Linked DNA regions of Macaca mulatta: region 1 is linked to region 2. The links are chromatin contacts, called in public Hi-C maps. All regions are on one chromosome and are shown on one strand. The core of a region is the stretch at or near the end of the contact, and the rest is flanking DNA. Distances in the headings are between cores, read along the strand shown.

Region 1 (4,294 bases), core at 24-2,523, 160 kb after region 2:
ATGCCATGGCAACATCAGGAAGTTACCCTATATGGTCTAGAAAGGGGAGGCATGAATAATCCACCCCTTGTTTAGCATATCATCAAGAAATAACCATAAAAATGGGCAACCAGCAGCCCTTAGGGCTGCTCTGTCTGTGGAGTAGCCATTCTTTTATTCTTTTCTTTTCTTTTCTTTTCTTTTCTTTTCTTTTCTTTTTGAGACAGAGTCTGGCTCTGTCGCCCAGGCTGAAGTGCAGTGGCACGATCTCAGCTCACTGCAACCTCCACTTCCTGGGTTCAAGCGATTCTCCTGCCTCAGCCACCGAGTAGCTGGGATTACAGGCATGTACCACCATGCCTGACTATTTTGTATTTTTTTTTTAGTAGATTTGGGTTTCACCATGTTGGCCAGACTGGTCTCGAACTCCTGACCTCAGGTGATCTGCCCGCCTCAGCCTCCCAAAGCATATTCCTTTACTTTGTTAATAAACTTGCTTTCATTTTAGGCTACGGTCTCACCCTGCATTCTTTCTTGTGCGAGATCTAGATGGGGTCTAGATGGGGACCCCTTTCCTGTAACAAGTGTACAGTTTGAGGTCATTGAAAAACAACCAAGTCTAAGATGGGGCATGATACCATCTTAAGAATATTTGTATTTGTCTCTCTGACACTGTCTGCAGACTAGGGTCGCTCAAAGGATGGATCTCTTGACTTTCCAACTCTTACCAAGCATTTTGACAAGGGTGGGAGGGGTCCTTTAATAAGAGGTACAGGCGAAGGAGACAGGAACCAGCCTCTTAGTCTGGACCAGAGAAGGAACTCTGGTTCTACAAACAAATGAAAAGCTTAGGAAAGTCTTGTCCTGACAAAATTCACAGGCTTCTAATCCTCTCCCTTCCCTACCTTAAAAACACACAAGATTAAGGAAAAGACAAGAAAGGCAGTAAGATTCTTGAAAGAGCTTTCAAAAATGAGAAAAGAAAAACAAGAGAATAAACAGCACAATGTGTCCTGATACGTTATGTTTCCCTTTCGTTTTGCATTTTTTTCCCTTTCCTTCAAAAAAAAAAAAATCTAGGATCTTGTCTCCTCTAAGGAAAAATTTGGAAGGAAAATTTGACATAATCTCCAGAGCTGTAAAACTTCTTTGTATGCCGTCACTTTAGTGCTTTTTCTTACATTCCCTTAAGTAGCCAACCTACCATGTGGCGAGTTTGTGAAGCCAGGAAGGGAGGCAGTAACCCGAGAGGCGCTGCAGGGCGGCTCCCCAGGGCGAGGGAGGGCAGGCGGAGCCCCAGCTCCTCCCAGCCGGCTGAGCGCTCGGCCCCTCCTATGGCCGCAGGGGAAAAGGAGGAGAGACCTACATTTAAAAAGGCAGGAAGCTACCAGCTGCGGAGCTCCTGAACTGCAGAGTGAGAATTCCCATTTGTGAGGTCAAATCGAGGTCAAGAATTTCCTAACCATCTCTGAAAACCCCCTATTTAGGGGGTCAAGTCGGGCTGGCAACACCCCAGATCATTAACTAAATCTAACTTGATCTTCAAAAACACAGCCCAGGACTGTTTTTCTTTCTTCTCTCTGAAAGAATGTTTCTCAGTGGCATTTCTGTTACTTCCTGTTTGTGACCGGGCTTTCCTTGCCCTACTTCCTTTTTTAGGGGTTTAGGTTGCCTCGACGGCCATTTCCACTTGGATGGAAAAGGGGTGTGTGTGCGTTGGATTGGAAGGGAAACAGCTCACATTTATTTTTATGTTGTAAAACGCTTTTCTCATGCATTCACGTTCTTTCATTTACGTTCTATAGCAACACTATGAGACCAACAGTGTCTTATATGCCCAAATTACAGAGAAAGAAACTGAGGCTCAAAAAGATTAAATAAGATGTCCAAGTTCACTCATCACATAAAGGCGCAAAACCTGGATCTGCGTTCCAAGGGTCTGAAATCCAAAGGGGTTTGGGGATTTCACGGGGTCTGAATCTAAAACTGAAGTTGTTTTTCATTTATTGAACCCTTAAGGGAGACCTAACTTTAACTTATTTGGCAAAGCTTTCTTCAGGGGGGACTTTTATTCGGTCTTTATTATAGAGTTTATTCTTCAAATGTAACGAAAAGACTTAGCTTAGTGCCTTCCCCAGAGCAGTGGGAGAATTATGAAGGATGTACTATTGCTTTTTTTTTTTTGCAACCTCTCTGCTCTGCCATCTTTCACCCGCTATCCCAGGGCCAAGCTGGGGCGTTCATTGTTGCCCCGGAGCCAGGGCTGCACTTCCAGCGTCAGGCAGTAGGGGGAGCATGTGTGCAAGAGGAGGAAAGCGGCTCCAACTCGGGCAGGAAACGTCTGAGACCGTGTGTCCTTGCCCGGCTCCGGTTGAAAATTTAATTTTTTTTGCTGCCTGAATACTTAGAACCCATGGCTCCAAGCTTCTCTGCAAAAATTTATGCTTACTGATTTGTAGGGTGGGAAAAAACAGCCTCAGGGAGCTGTAGAAAAAGATTACATGTGTCCACTGGATCAGAGGAAGTGAAAACCTCCACACGGCTTCTGGGGAAGGATCCAGGCCTCCTGGCCTTCCCGCCCCTATGTGAGGGGGAGAGGACGCAGAGGCCCGCATTATGGGCCGTCCTGGGTCCACGCATCCCAGGGCCTCCACCCGAAACCTGCCAGAGAAGACAGGATTTCTTGTACAGTCCCTAGCGAAAGAATGAGAATGTACACGGCAAATGGGGAGAAACGTTTGTGTTTTTTCATTGTATCCCTGGCTTCTGCAGCAGTGCAGGTGGCTGGCCTGGCTTCTGGTACTCACATTGACAGAGCCTGTTAACTTAGGCTGCGCTTTGACAAGCGCCTTGAAGTCAGGTGGAAAAGAAACGAACGTCCTAAGCTTGAGCTCATACTAGGTCTGGGATAACTTTGAGTGCTGGCAGGTCACCTCTACTCCGGGATGTAGCTTTCTCCCATTTCTCCTTTCACCATTACAACTTTAGTTTCTTAACCTGGGAAAGAAAAGTTTCAAAACTGCAGCAATGGAGAACCCCGAGGGCTGGCTGGCAACAGTTTCATTCCCAGGAAAAGAGAGAAGAACCAAAATTTGATGTTTGCCTGCACTTTGGATTTGGATGTAGGAGACAACTGATACTCTTTTTTTGATGGTAGTTATTTACAGAAAACGTTGGTCTTGGTTCCAAATACACATGAGATTTGTATTCTAATGCACCTGTTCCTGTGTTTTTTTTTTTTTTTTTTTGTTTTTTTTTGTTTGTTTAAAATGGTGACTTCCTAGGGTATTTTTCTAGACCAGTAGAAAAGATGTTAACCAAAGTTTCCTGTAAAACTACCATTTAGGTATCTCTGCTTTCATTCTGCTCTGGGGTAAAAACTCCCTTCACTCTGAATAAGTTAAAGAAGTATTTAGAGTAGCCGAGATAGAAATGGACAAGATGTGGACCCACTAAGAGTAGACGGCAATGATCTTTGGATCTCCACCCCTCACGGGATTTCCCCTAATATAAGATGAAACCTGTGTGTCGTTGGTAGGTATTATCATAGAGATACCTATGTATCCGCAATATAACGTGATACTTGTATAAGGAACTTACAATCCTCTGGTACAGTTCTCACCTCTCATGGCCCAAGAACCCATCAGAAAATTTACCTTTTATTTGCAAACACTCTAGCTCAAGTAACTAACAATTAACATTGATTTAGTACCCTCTCGGTGCTAGGCATAGGAAACAAAGATTAAGATCTGCCCTTGAGGCTGGGCACCGTGCCTCAGGTCTGTAATCCCAGCACTTTGGGAGGCCGTGGCGGGTGGGTAGGGGAGCGTCACTTGAGATCAAGAGTTTGAGGCCAGCCTGGCCAATAAGCTGAAACCCTGTCTCTACAAAAATACAAAAACTAGCCGGGTATGGTGGTGCACACTTGTAATCTCAGTTACTCCAGAGGCTGAGGCACGAGAATTGGTTGAACTCATCAGGTGGAGGTGGCAGTGAGCTGAGATCATGCCACTGCACTCCAGTCTGGGTGACAGAACCAGAGAAAGAAAGAAAGAGAGAGAAGAGAAGAGAAGAGGAGAAGAGAAGAAAAAGGAAAGAAAGACCCACCTTTGAATAACTCACTCTGTTAAGGGAGATATCACATTCTAGGGTATGTGTGTTTCCATATGTAAGTGACAGGGAGGAGTGTTTTGAGGAAGGAGGCTTCACTCCGCTTGGATGAGGCAGTAGGTTCAGGAGCCTCAATACTGGAGTCAGCCTGCCAGGATTGAATCCCGGCTCCACCATTTACTAGCTGTGTGACTCTGGGCAAGTT
Region 2 (4,203 bases), core at 750-3,249:
TTACAGCAAGGAGTAGAACTGATCAGGGATTCAGCTACAGACAAGATGGTAGGGAGTGCCAGCAGTCACTCTCATGTTCAGAAATACCGCACTGTGCCAGTTCCCTGCCCAGGAATGGTTAAATGGAGGAGATGAAGGAAGGTTTAACCTGATGCCCACCCAAGGTAGATAAGAGTGAGAAGAGCTGGGCTGGTTTAGGAGGCAATGGTAAGATTTTAGGAATGAGACTTTGGCCTGGGCTGTATCTGCAGCTCTATCAGAAAAAAACGCACCCCTCCAAGCCTCAGGTTTTTTCATGTGTAAAACAGAATAAAACACTTTCCTTATAGGATTGGGGTGAGGATTAAATGTAAAGTAAAGGGCCTGGCTTGTAGTAATGTTTTATAGTTTCTTTCTGTTTTTGAGACAGGGTCTCATTCTGTTGCTCAGGCTAGAGTGCAGTGGCGTAACCATGGCTCACTGGTGCCTCAAGCTCCTGGGCTCAGCTGATCCTCCCACCTCAGCCTCCTGGGTAGCTGGAACTACAAGTGCGCACTATCATGCCTGGATACTTTTTTGTAGACATAGGGTTTCACCTTGTTGCCCAGGCTGGGCTCAAATGATCCACCTCAGCCTCCTGAAGTGCTGGGATTATAGGCGTGAGCCACCACGTTCAGCCTAGAAGTGGTTTATATTTTTATATAATGCAAATGGTTTTAATTTGGCTTTAGACTTCAGTGGCTATTATCAATTAATCAATATCTATTTTGTACTTAATAGGTACAAAAGGCAACAGAAATACCTAAAATCCGGGGTGACAGAAAAAAGATACATAGAACAGAAAACCACGTGATCAGGGCCAAGTGGCCCATTTCTACTAGATATCTGGAAGAGGGGAGACACATGAACTGGGTGAACATTTGAGGATGAAGAGTAAAGGGACTTTGCTTTTCCCAGCTCTAAATTTGAAATATTCCTCTCTCTTCCTATGTGGACTTTTGTGGTCCTCAGAGGAGAGACCTCAATTCTGAGGAGTGGACAAGAGTAGGTCACGTTGCTGCTTACAAAACAATGACTCAGGCTGGGTGCAGTGGCTTGCTCCTGTAATCTCAGCTCTTTGGAAGGTCGAGGCGGGAGGATCCCTTGAGGCCAGGAGTTGGAGGCTACAGTGAGCTACAATGGTGTCCCTCCACTTCAGCCTGGATGACAGAGTAAGACCCTGTCTCTAAAATAAAGAAAAATAAAAACAAAACAAAACCAAACCCCAATGAATCAAAACCTTAGGTCCTTTCTGGATTTACCTGTGTTAAAAAAGATGTTTACTTTGCCTGTTGGGGAGAGCCACTGAGAAGCAGTGTGAGGGGCTCAGTAGCTTCTGCAGCTTCCTGACTGCGGTGGGCGGAGTGTCAGGAAACCCTGCAGGCCAGGCCACACCACCAGGAGAAACCAAAACAGAACGAGAAACCCCGTGCAGCAGAGCACGGAAAAGTCCTTTGTTGTTTAAAGTTTTTATCTTGCTTGTGGCAAGTCTGACGATTCAGCAACCACCACAGCTGCATTCGGCCAAGGGTTTCCTTGTAGGTCTTTTCTCCAAAGCCGGAACAAGAGCAGTGAGTTAGTCCTTTCCTCTGCCCAGCTCACGTTCCAGTTTCTGAAATGCGTTTAGGACAAGCGGAGCTGGGAGCAGCCGCCCTGAGATTTTTATCAGACTAATTCCGGTGAGAGGAGGCAGAGTAAAACTAGCTGTTTAGGTTCATGGGTGATGCATTTCTGGTCATGAACTTCAGCTCTCTGCATCCTCATGTTGAAATACGTTGAAAGAGTCAACAGGTTTCCCATTACTTGGTTAATGGGAATTAACCAAGTTCCCATAGTAATGGGAACCCTTACTGTGGTTAACGACAGAGGATCATGAAGATTGAGGTTTCCAGACCCTGTTAGGGATGCAGTGGAGATCTGCCAGCCACCATATTTTCTCTCCTGTGAATCCCCCAGATCAGTTGTGTCCCTACTGTGTGCTCTGAGCACAGGTGGTGGGGACCCTAAACCAGGGAGCAGCAAAAGGAGGGAAAAGAGGCAAAAGCAAGGCGAGGGGGCACGCCTGTGGCAGTACCTGCCAAGTGACGTGGGGGTGCTACATGCTTTCAGAACACAGCTGCGGCGTGGCCAGCAGCTGGTCTGGGTGTGGCTCTTGGGGGAGCTGCTGGGCTCGGTGCCGCTGGTGTCTGTTGCAACCTCACTTTCCTTATCTGGGAAATGAAGGCATTGGGGGCAGTGGGGGAGTCTGTCTGCTCTGCCGGTCAATCGTTATTACTGAGGCTCACACATTGTTGAAAAAGTCCAAGAATGTTTTAGAAAACACATATTGTAGGTATTTGTTCATTCATTCATGGATTGATTTATTCTCTCGCTGAAACTTTGTTTTTACACACTGACTCTGTGCTAGGTGCCGAGGGTACCAACACCAATAAGACTGGATTTCCTGCGCTCCTGGGCTCACAGTCTTGTGAGGAAGATAGACACATATGCAGATCATTCTAGAAAAATGATCTGCTTAGTAACAGAAGTGTGTGTACTGTGCTCAGCCCTGTCTGGAAGTGTGGAGAAGACTGACACAAGGGCCAGGTCTTGCAGGATGAGTAAGGATGTCCAAATGGTGAAAGCGTATTTCAGAGGAAAGTCTAGAGCTTGCAGAAAAGAACTTTGTCTGAGAGCCATGGTGAGGCAGAAAAAGAGTTTAAGGAGGCAGCAAAAGGCAGAGAAGGAAACATCGATTATCCTGTTCTATATTCAGGTGAGATTCCAGTTTATCAAGAGAGAAAAAGTCTCCCTTTGTCTTTACACTAAGAAACGCTTGGGTCTTTGCATTGGGGTGGCCCAACACCGTTTATATACCACAGAGCAGGCCACTGATGCTTGCTTTTACCAGGCCACGCAGAGGAAGGTATTTCTTGTTGCTATTTCTCACATAGACCTTTGATAAAGGCTGAAGACTTCATTAACACTGTTGTGATTCTTACCTTTTAGAGTCAAAGTCTCCTTGGAAAATGGGAGGAAAACAATAAACCATCTCCCCGGAAAATGCACATAATTTGCATAAAATTTCTGAGGTTTCCAGAAACATGCTCGCAACCCTCCATGCCCACTCGTGCATTGCAGGTAAAGACCTCTCACCAGTCTCAGGCTGTGAACCAGGGGACTGGAATAACACAGCCCAGATATAGAGCTTTATGGCGACCTGGCCTGATGTTGGCATGAAGTTTGGACACTGTTGAGGAAGAAATATTAGGCTGACCTTTCGTGGGCTGTGGCCAAGGCTGGGTGAGAGCAGAGTGTTGACAAGTGCCCTTTGCCCTGACTTCTTGTGGCTTGGTGGTCCTGGACCTGGGAAAAGCAGAAGCAGCTTTGTAGCTTGGCTTGTTAGTTGCCTGCCAAAGGAGCAGTAACCTGCGGTGAGGTTTGTTTGGCACACTGGCCTTTTTTTTTTTTTTTTGCCATTTATTCACTTGTTAGACTCGAGTGTATATGCCGGTTGGCGTACTTTCTTTCGACTGGGGTTGGTGTATTAAGTAGAGCAGGAGGGGGCGCGGTGATGATAGAAGTGGACCAAGACCATTCTCAGATGGGGGAAGAGTGGAGACAGATGTGTGGGAATGTGACAGGAGCCAGGGGTCACTTCCTTATCGCCAGAGCTTTGAAAGGAAGCGAAATCCTTTTTCAGAGGCTTTGGCAGGGCTAGTCCTAGGGGGAGGCAAGTGAGACATTTGTTGTGGGTATGAAATGCAAGAGGGTACCCGAAACTCAGTAATCAAGAAAAATAACATTTTAATGCAGTTTTTAAAAAATCAAAATGCAAAAAAAAAAAAACCATACTAAATAAAACGTTAAAATTTTAAGTAAAGACAGGATGCACTCCTGTACTTAGAAGACTCTGCCTCACTTACTTTATCCTAATCTCCATCCTGGGCTTTCTTTGGAGCCAAGAAATGCATCCCCTCAAAGTCCCAAACTTGTATTTGAACAACACTTGTGAATTGCAGTAAAACTGGTACCCAGGCATTGCTGAGTGAGTTCTTGTAGCTGTCCAGGAATATTTCCAGGCAGTGGGAGCACTGCTCAGGTCCAGCCTGCCCACCCTTGCCCAAGAAATGTGTGTTGGCAGTGACCCAAATCTTCCACCAGGTGGCACTCTTGCTCCAACCAGGTGCCCCTGAAAAGAGGATT

Evidence for each region. Hi-C and Micro-C count contacts between places; a contact is called where the count stands out from the background.
Region 1: a contact with region 2 is called in a Hi-C map of blood, with 4 times the contacts expected there. The contact joins two enhancer-like sites. A contact is called at or near these places in 6 of 14 Hi-C or Micro-C datasets (CD4 T cells, blood, fetal cortex germinal zone and 3 more).

Annotation. Positions count from the first base shown.
Region 1 is chr5:37,558,293-37,562,586 of T2T-MMU8v2.0, forward strand. No RefSeq gene overlaps it. Among named protein-coding and RNA genes, the nearest start is that of KLF3, 330 kb to the right of the region's middle. Within about 2 kb of position 1,274, at least 28 of the 40 cell types and tissues checked have an H3K27ac peak or open chromatin away from gene starts, as enhancers often do. A contact at or near this core is called in blood, where this site is marked.
Region 2 is chr5:37,401,637-37,405,839 of T2T-MMU8v2.0, forward strand. No RefSeq gene overlaps it. Among named protein-coding and RNA genes, the nearest start is that of PTTG2, 220 kb to the left of the region's middle. Within about 2 kb of position 2,000, at least 10 of the 40 cell types and tissues checked have an H3K27ac peak or open chromatin away from gene starts, as enhancers often do. A contact at or near this core is called in blood, where this site is marked.